2 separate regions of the Rattus norvegicus genome follow, and region 2 is linked to region 1. A link is a contact called in public Hi-C data. All regions are on one chromosome and are shown on one strand. The core of a region is the stretch at or near the end of the contact, and the rest is flanking DNA. Distances in the headings are between cores, read along the strand shown. Region 1 overlaps LOC120103069 (40S ribosomal protein S18-like). Region 2 holds the start of Rad23b (RAD23 homolog B, nucleotide excision repair protein).

Region 1 (4,567 bases), core at 1,385-3,884:
CTGTGCAAGGTAACAATAAGGACAGCACACATGGAGTCAGGGTGAGGAGATTAGCTAGGACCAAAGAAAACAGCCATCAATAGAAGCACGATCAGTTACAGTTACCAGATCTGCAGAGGGAGCAGTGTCTCACAGAGCCAAAGTCCCAACATTGGTGGTACCCAAATGGCCAGTTTCAGAGTGTTAGATGCCATTGACCAAACTGAAGACTCAAGAAGGAGTGGCCATCAAGAAGACAATCTACGTAGACCTAAATTAGATCTATGTGTATAACGGGTCTGTCTGAGGTGGTAACAGGCTCGTCAGAATGGTGGGCCTGGGAAACCCAGTAGACAGGACTGAGGGAGGGTGAAGATTGCAGCACATCTTGCCACTGACTGGATCCATCTCAGGTCCGGGATTAGACAGCTAGCGAGAGTGCCAGCAGGAACAGTAGAAACTGTGACCACAATGTTAACTCATTTTCCTGGGAATCTCTTGTGTTCATTTACCTCAATGGTTCTCCACCTTCCTAATGCTGTTGACCCTTTAATACCGTTCACCCCAACAGTAAAATTATTTCCATTGCTACTTCATAACTGTAACCTTGCTACTGTTATGAATTGTTATGTAAATATCTGATGTGGAAGATATATTATATTCGACCCCTAAATGGGGTTGTGACCCATAGGTTGAGACCCACTCGTTTAGCTTAAAGCTGTTGGCTAGGGTGGGTGGGGGAGGGTGTCAAGGTGCCACATCTTCAATTTGATTTATTTTTCAAGCCCTTGATCAGCTGTGTTTATGAGCACTGATGGTCAAGGACATGTCTCCAGGGGAGGTCATTGTGGCGCTTTACAAAGCTGTTAGAGAAACAGCCTGGGAAATCCATTCTCTCCAAGTCAGTAGAACACCAGTCTGTAAGAGCTGAGGTCAAGCTGTAATGTTGGGTCCTTTAATGTGTCTATTCCAACATCTTCCTGGGAAGAATATTGATTCATTAAGATAAAATTTAGCCTGGAACAGAGACAAATGGAAAACGGAGATTGGCTGATTCGTGATGTCATAACGTGTTATCTATTTGTTGTCCTTGGTCTCCCCACCATAACTTTCCACACCCCAACCCTGACCAGGGACCTTGATCTTGAAGCTCTGAGGTGAACTTCAGTTTCACTGGCTAAGGATCTGTGTCCATGGGGATGGAGCCACAGGGTAGCATTGTGACCCTGTAACAGTTCTATCTCATCAACTTGGCAGGCCCTGAGATAATTTTTAAAACAGAAAAGAAAAAATTATTGCTGGGTCCCAAAATAAAATGTTATCCTAGATATTAAATGTTGTCTAACAGACAGTAAATTTAATGGCTCTGAAGTGGCTTTAGACCTCTGAGAAGATTTTTACCTCTCAGTCTTGGCGGGGACACCAAGTACTGCTCTTCTATTTCTGCTCTGCCTTCCAACTGTCATAAATAGTTAACTGTGTGACTCCTTTCCAAAAAAAAAAAAAAAAGCCTCCCAGGAGCATCTGAAAATAGCCTCCAGGGGCTCAATGCATATTTCCTCGGGTCCTCCTCTTAATCTCTCCATATGGGTGGCTATGATTTATTGCTACTGTCACCCTGTAGACCTGCAGAAACAAAGGCAGTCAGGTTGGAAGGCAGACAGAGGTATCAGTATAGGGAGGGTCTCTTGAGAGATGGAACTGAGCATCCATTCCGGATGAGAGTGCAGGCTTCAGAGATGTCACCTCTCCTTCTCATGATTTCTCTGCAACAAACAGAGAGAGGAAGGGATGTCATCCTGTCCCAAGATGCATTGAGACTTTCCCCTCAAGTCTGAAGCTTCAACGGAGTCTCCCACAAGGCAGAACCTGCCAAAGTCCAAGGACTAGTATGACAGAGCAAGTGTACACTCATTACAAGGGGCACATGTCACCTCTGCCGTTTCCTATCTCCAGGCCAAAAGTGAGCACTCTCCTGCCAGTTTTCCAGCCCAGTGGCATGACCCGAGGCTGGCTGTCCATCAGCAGCAGTTTGATACAGAAGGAGAAGGGGAAGCCGGGCCCAACTGAGGCACCTGCCTGCTCTTGCTGGCCGTGCTCTCCTTCCTTGTGTTTATCCACAGCACGGTCACCATCTCTGCGACACTGAGCTCATCCTCAGGAAAGCAGTCCCTGCCAATAGACCACCAGTCCAGGGATCCCCTGTTGACCCAGGAGGAGGATAGGGCAGCAACCTCCCCATCTGTCTCTGTGCCTTCTGTTTTCCCCTCAACACTCCTAACAATGCACCATGATTAGTTGCAGCTCAGGCCCCCTGACACCCCTTAACCTGGAAAATCAGGCAGACTTTCGAGACAGCAATCAGCTCCCAGACACATCCAACCGTAATGTGATTACTCCATTTACCAAAATGCAAAGAGAGCTACTTGAGGCGTTTCTGATTAGGGCTGACATTATCTCTCTAATGGGCCATGGCATTAATCAAAGCTGTTGCTATGACTATGGCAATGCTGGGGAAATAACCCCAGCTTGATTCTGGCCCTGCCCAGTAGTGCCACTGAAGAAGAGGTCAGCTTTTGTTAGGGACACGGCGCGAGAATTGCTTCTTCCTGCCTGAGAAGGGTTTTCTGTTGAAATCACACCACCAGCCAGAAAGAGGCCTCTGTGTTCTCTCATGACGTTGGGTACTCTGGTTCCACAGTTCAAGATGACTTGGTGGCATTGTCCCAGGAGGAACTGTGTGTGCCCATGAATGCTGGGAGTGGAGGTACCAGGCTGATCCGTGAGACTGTCAGAGGCTTCTGTTGTCCAGCGCTATGTCTTAATTGTCCACTGACACACCCCCAACCCCCAAGAACCTGGGGAGGAGGAGAAAGATCCTTGGAAAAGCCAACTTTCCCATGGCATCAATGCTCTGGCCTCTGCTGCTCTCTCTCCATTCCAGACCTCAGAAACATTTGGCAGAGACAAACCCGTAACTACAGAGCCTACATGAGCAGATGGAAAAACAGAGGCAGAATGAAATGGGTATGACAGGCACACATGGAAAACCCTCTGGCCTCTGCTCTAGATGGCAGGGAACGCATGGTCTGGAAGAGGCATACAGGGATCAGATGATGCCACTGGTGCCGGCCATCAGAACCTGGTTCTCTTTTGCTAGTAATGAATTCTCCATAAACCCAAGTCTCCAAGTCTACCTTTTCTTAGGTGCAACTATGATCAGAAGAGGACACTCTGAGGGCATCGATATAGAGTGAGCACATGTACACACACACACACACACACACACACACACACACACACACACACTAGTTCTTGTCCAAATCTTTGCAGAATTTTCTCTGACCTTTGGTTTTCCCTACCTTCAGGACAGGCACAATGGAAATTGACTCTGCTCTCCTCACAAGGGAGTAAAATAAAAACCATTGCAATTTGAGAGAAAGTGGCTTATAAAGTCTAGAGCACAGTCAGGGTTAAAGCTCTGAAGGGGGCCCCAGCTTAGACACTCACAGGTCTGGGAGGTACCTTGCACAGAGGAGGGAGGGAGTTTTGAAGCTCCCAGGGAAACCACTACCTCAAAGACAATAACAAGCAGTACCTGTTCTGAGCCCTATTTCCAAAATGCACTTATATTTTTTAATGGGGACAAGAATTTTTAAAAACAAAAGGCTTCTGTGAAAAATCAAGAAAGAGAATGTATGTGAAAGTACGTATAACCCTGCACCCTGGATTCCTAATTAATGTTCAAGTCCCTCATTCTCTGCTTGGGGGGAAAGGTCTTGTCCTCAGGGGTGAGACCTCGGACAGCTCCTTACTTCTTAGCTGTGTGACTGAGCCCAGTCGGACACTGAATGACAGCAAACACTTGTAATGCTCTCCATGCTTGATCTCACGTAATTATAGCAACAGCCTGGTGAGGCGGGCAGGGATCATTGTCACCAGTGTGAAGGGACATCGTAGGTGACTCAGGCTGTCAGAGATACAGCTGGGATTTTAGCCCAAATTTGTCTCATTCCAAAACTGAACTTCTTTCCATGACCCTCTTGGCTAGAACTGACCTGAGTCAATTTTGTTATTCACTATGTAGATGGAAGAGGTCGTCAGGCCATGGGTCCCTGTGCGCCGTAATGAAAGCAGGTGCCACAGAAAATTCTGCCACACAGGCTCTCATTTATTAGCGGAGCAGGTGCAAAAATAGGCCTGTGTCTCTTGCCGTGTGAGCTCAGACACATTCCGAAACATTGTCCCTTTAGTATTCCACCAGAGCTTTGCATGAAAGCTTTGCTCAGGGCATAGGTGACTTTTCTTTTTCTTTTTCTCTTTCTTTTTTTTTAACCAGGATCCAGCTAACTTCGTCATAGGGTCATGAGGGAGAAAATTTTCTCTGGTTGTCAGCCAGATAAACACAGGATCCATTGGAGTCATGAGCTCTTGGTACTATTCCATTTAGCAAACGCAGGAAAACCAGCCAGAGAACTGCCGGAGCATTCCAGACCTGGGCTGATAGCTGTCAGGGAGGAAAGACGGACTAGATTCCTCATAGAGCTCACTAAATACGAGGAGCCCCAAAATGCCACACACGCCTCCA
Region 2 (4,567 bases), core at 1,443-3,942, 110 kb after region 1:
GATGGCTTAGCAGGTAAGAGCAATTGCAGAGTTTAGTTTCCAGCATCTATGTTGGGCCGTTCACAATGGCCTGTCACTGGAGAGATGGCTCAGTTAGTTAAGAGCACAGGCTACTCTTCCAGAGGATCTGGGTTTGATTCCCAGCAGCCACATGGGGGTTCACAATGGCCTGTCACACCAGCTCCATGAGATCTGTCACCCTGTTCTGGACTCTGAAGTCACGCCCACACATGTGACACCTACTCTCTCACACCCACAAATAAAAATATTTGTTATTTGTATGTATGTATGTTTGTTTGCTTGTTTAGAGACAGGGTCTCTCTCTGTGTAGCCTTGGCTGTCCTACAACTCTCTTCATAGACCTGACTGGCCTCCCAGAACTCAAGAAATCTGCCTGCCTTTGCCTCCCAAGTGCTGGGATTAAAGGCCCTCACACAGGCCACAGGCCCCAAACATGAACAAGCATCCACGTACTAAGACCTCTGAAACCGTGAGCTAAAGGAAGAGATCTTTCTGCCTATGTTGACCACTGTGACATTTTGTCATATATGGAAGTAAAACAAATACTAAGAATGTGACATGGTTTGATTTATGTTTTCAAAAGACAGCTTCGATCTAGGAATAGAGGTGTACACCTGTAATCTCAGCACTCAGAGGGCAGAGGCAGGAGAATTGCAAGTTTCAGTTCAGCTTGGGGGCTATATAGTTGAGACCCTGTTATAAGAAACAGAATCAAAACTAAAATCCCCAGTTTAACATATTGGGTGCTTCGCCTGCTGCACTGTTGTCGGGGTGGGGATTAGATTTGAAGACTCCTTAGGAGACAGCAACTGATGATGGTTGTGGACATAGAAATTGGAGAAAAGTGGCTGAACTTGAGGTTACAGATTGTAGAGTAAAATTGGTAAGATTTGACACTGGTTTGGATGTGGTGGCTAGGCAGCAGGAGCCAGGGAAGAAAGGGACTTAAGGAGGATGACTATGTTTTGATCTGAGTACCTGGAGAGATGGAGATGTCATGAGTTAGGGAAGACTAGGAGAGAAATGGTTTGGGGGAAAGTCCACAAGGAAGTCAATCGCTACCTTTACCCATGGTTTTTTTTTTTTTTCCCCCCAGCATCTGGTTACATTGAACACAGTAACTGCTTTTGCCTTTGGCTGACCCTACAGCTAAAGGGAGAGATCCCAGCTGCCAGTTTTTCAGGGCAAAAGTTAAGGACACCTGGTGACTAAGACTAGCTCCACAGGAAGACAAAAGGCAAAGAATTCAAAATTTATCATAGTGCAGGGACATACCTTGTCAGTGGAGAGGGAACTTGGTCAGGGAAAGTTCCATGACAAAATTATATCCTAGCTTCTGGAACCATGAAAATCCAAATAGTGATACTGTAATCATTGACGGTGCTGGCTCAAAGAGGTTGTAATTGTCCTCACTGTGGTCTGATGGTAACTGCTTTTTATTCTCACTTTGTAAGTCTAGCAAGGGTCACTGCATTATTAAGAGGCAGCATACAGACAAGCACACAAGGTGTCACTTACTATTGTGGTGGCTGGGTGCTTATTACCCGACACCTCTGCACCCTGTCTTATCTCTGTGTAAATGGACATATTGCTACAGCAAAGCACTTAACTTTGTGTTCCTGACACTAAGACTTACATGCATGATCCCACTCTCTCCAACCACCAACTAGCTGAGTGACATTTCACTCTTACTGCCAAGGAACCAGAAGCACGTCCTCCCATCCTTCTAATATTAACCTTTGTACCTACAACATGCTAGACTTATTTTACAGGCTTTGGGGGTACACCATGGGCAAAACAAAATGCATGCCTTTGTGTAGCTTCAGCCTGGGGGTTGGTAAAGGAAGAGAAGACACGCATACTAAACACACACATTGTGTAGTAATCAGAAGGTGATAAATATTATGAGAAAAGTGGAGCTGGATAACCGTATCCGAAGAAGCTGATACGTTAAGTCGGGTAGGCAGGATAGAGTTCAAGAAGGCGACATTTGAGCAAAGATTAGAAGGGTCCAAATGCAAAGGAAAGTAGCACTTGGGATGAGACTGAGGGCAACTTCCTAATATCCACCAACAATTACCCCTCAACAGAGACAGCAAAACGAAGGAGTGAAAGGCGTGATACAACTAGGCCTCCTTAAATCCGCCTTTCTTTACATGTGGGAGGTCCAGAGGCTAGTGAGAGAACCCAAGACTCGCAAGCAAGCAGTCCATTGCTGGAGCCTGTCTCAGAATCAGGAACTGGCATTACACACGCTCGACCGGCAACGCGCGCCCCATTTGGGCGGGCCTTAGACAATCCTTCCACTAAGGCTCCGCCCTCTACACCGCCCTCTCACTGCTCCGCTGCTACTGAGCCGGGTCTCCACGTAGCCGTTCCCCGGCTACGGATTGCGCAACTCGCGCCGCTAGGCGGAGCCTGGATGTAGGCGGAGCGAATGCAAGCCGGCGGACCCGACTAGGCCAGCGCGAGCGCCGCTGCTTGCGAAGTGCGCCTGCGCACGCCGGCGACGCGCCGCCGATATTCCAGCACCACCCATCGCCCCGCCTCCAATTCCCGGGCGGAGTTCCTGTTCACGCCTGCGCATTGCGTCGCCGCACCCTGCGCCTGCTCAGATCTCCCGAGTCTGGCCCCATCCTCCGGGTTTTTTCTGGTGGGGGAGGGGGCACGTCTCGGCGAGTCACGGTGATGGCGGCCACCATCCTGTGGTGAGGTAGCGGATTCTCTGCGTCTCTCCGGGAGTCCCTCGCGCCTCCTGCGGGCCCGGTGTCTGGCGCGTGAGGAAGCACCGCGGGTCGAGCTTGCGGGGAAAGGCGCGGGAGCGGCGGCGCGGCCGGGGGACGCGGGGCCCGGGGTGAGCGCGACTCCGGGCGAATGTGACAAGCCCCCACCCCCACCGCCTTCCTCCCGAGAGCGCGAGGATCGCGGCCACCCCGGGGCGGCCAGGCCCCGGCTTAGGCACCATGCAGGTCACCCTGAAGACCCTTCAGCAGCAGACCTTCAAGATCGACATCGACCCGGAGGAGACGGTATGCGCTGCAGGGTTAGGGGAGCGCGGGCCTGGGTCGGGGCGACGCGGGAGGGCCCCAGAGGGGCGTCAGGTCACTGCCGGCTTTGTGGGCCGACAACGAGGAAGGCCTGGGGGCAGATGGCGTGGAGCAGCACCGGCTCGCGCGGGCACTGGAGGCCGCGGCCCGGAGCGCGTGGTCGTGGGGACGGAGGGGGAGGGGAGGCCTGGCGGCCTGGGCGCTGGAGCCTGGCCTGAAGTGCACAGGTGGGGGAGGGAGACCCAGGCGTCGCCACCACCCTCCTACGACCTGGCTAGGTGCGGAGGTCTAGGGTCTGGTTACCCAAGACGATGGGCCTTAAATGCGCTTAGTTTTGTCTGTAGCCAAGAGAGACGGTGGGGAAAAAATAATTTTTTTTTGCCTCCCAGAAGGAACCCTTTTATTTGTGTCTATTTTGGATAGTTTTTACGATCCTTCCCTCGCAGCCACCGAACCCACACCCACAGGTGGATTACGCTCAGAGGCCACGTTGGTGGTGAAGAATTTTGCATTAGAAACCTTCAGATCCGGATTTAAATGAGTTTTCTCCGTCGTCTTGGGAACCTGAACGCCGCTCGGACTCCCAGAATAGTAGTATTTGAAGGGAGGGAAAAAAATATAAAACTCGATGATCTACAGTTAAAGCCGACTTCACTTAACGAGTTCACGTGATGAATTCTAATGCTGTGGTCTCCGGCTTTGCCTGTAAAAAGGTCTACTATATTAACTTTAATACAACTTTATGTCAGCAATCTAAAAAATGCCATGTGTGTTAATTTCCTCACGTGGAATTGTGACACTATGTTAAATTAAGATTGTCGTAAGCCAGCAATTACTGCGTATTTGTGGTGGTTTTTTTTTTTTTCTTAATTTTTTTATGACTGACTGAATTTGTGATTGAATTTTGGCTGAAGAACCAGGACGTGGTATTAATTAAATAGACCTGAGACTGGAATTCTATTTGTGGCTCTGTAACTCCTTTACTACGATGTGGACAAATTACCCTGTTTGATTTTGTGAAATGGGAACAGTATCATCTGAGATGGTGAGGATTAAATGGCATTTGGTTGGTTCCTAAATGAGGCCTACTATTTAATCAATATGTTTGTGTGAAGACAAGGTGTTCTGTTTTATCTATCTTGTCTACTATTCTAAAGTCTCCTTCAGTCTTTAATAAGCCAAAAATCCCTGACCTTTTTGAAATTGTGTGGCACAAAATGATTTTCTAAGAAGTTAGTTACTTTCCAGACATCTGCGATAATTCTTAAAGATATAGAAAAAAAATTATTTGAGAACTCTGCAGTCTTCTCAGAAGCAGTTGTTAACACTTGGTGGGCAGAAGCCCAGTAAATTGAGTTCTTTTTTTCCTTCCTTCCTTCCTTCCTTCCTTCCTCCCTCCCTCCCTCCCTCCCTCCCTTCCTTCCTTCCTTCCTTCCTTCCTTCCATCTTCCTTCCTTCCTTTAGGTTTTTGAGACAGGGTTTTTCTGTGTATCCCTGGC

Evidence for each region. A called contact is a pair of places that touch in the nucleus more often than the background predicts.
Region 2: a contact with region 1 is called in a Hi-C map of Schwann cells, with 1.9 times the contacts expected there. The contact joins the promoter of Rad23b here to the enhancer-like site in region 1.

Annotation. Positions count from the first base shown.
Region 1 is chr5:74,772,472-74,777,038 of GRCr8, forward strand. The region is part of intron 1 of LOC120103069 (40S ribosomal protein S18-like); the gene reads right to left. Among named protein-coding and RNA genes, the nearest start is that of Trnal-aag10, 110 kb to the left of the region's middle. Within about 2 kb of position 2,635, at least 11 of the 93 cell types and tissues checked have an H3K27ac peak or open chromatin away from gene starts, as enhancers often do. A contact at or near this core is called in Schwann cells, where this site is marked.
Region 2 is chr5:74,882,826-74,887,392 of GRCr8, forward strand. Rad23b (RAD23 homolog B, nucleotide excision repair protein) reads left to right here and starts at 2,693. Exons shown (of 10, transcript NM_001025275.1): 1 at 2,693-3,050. The coding sequence starts at 2,985. All of the region lies in intron 1 of LOC120103069 (40S ribosomal protein S18-like), which reads right to left.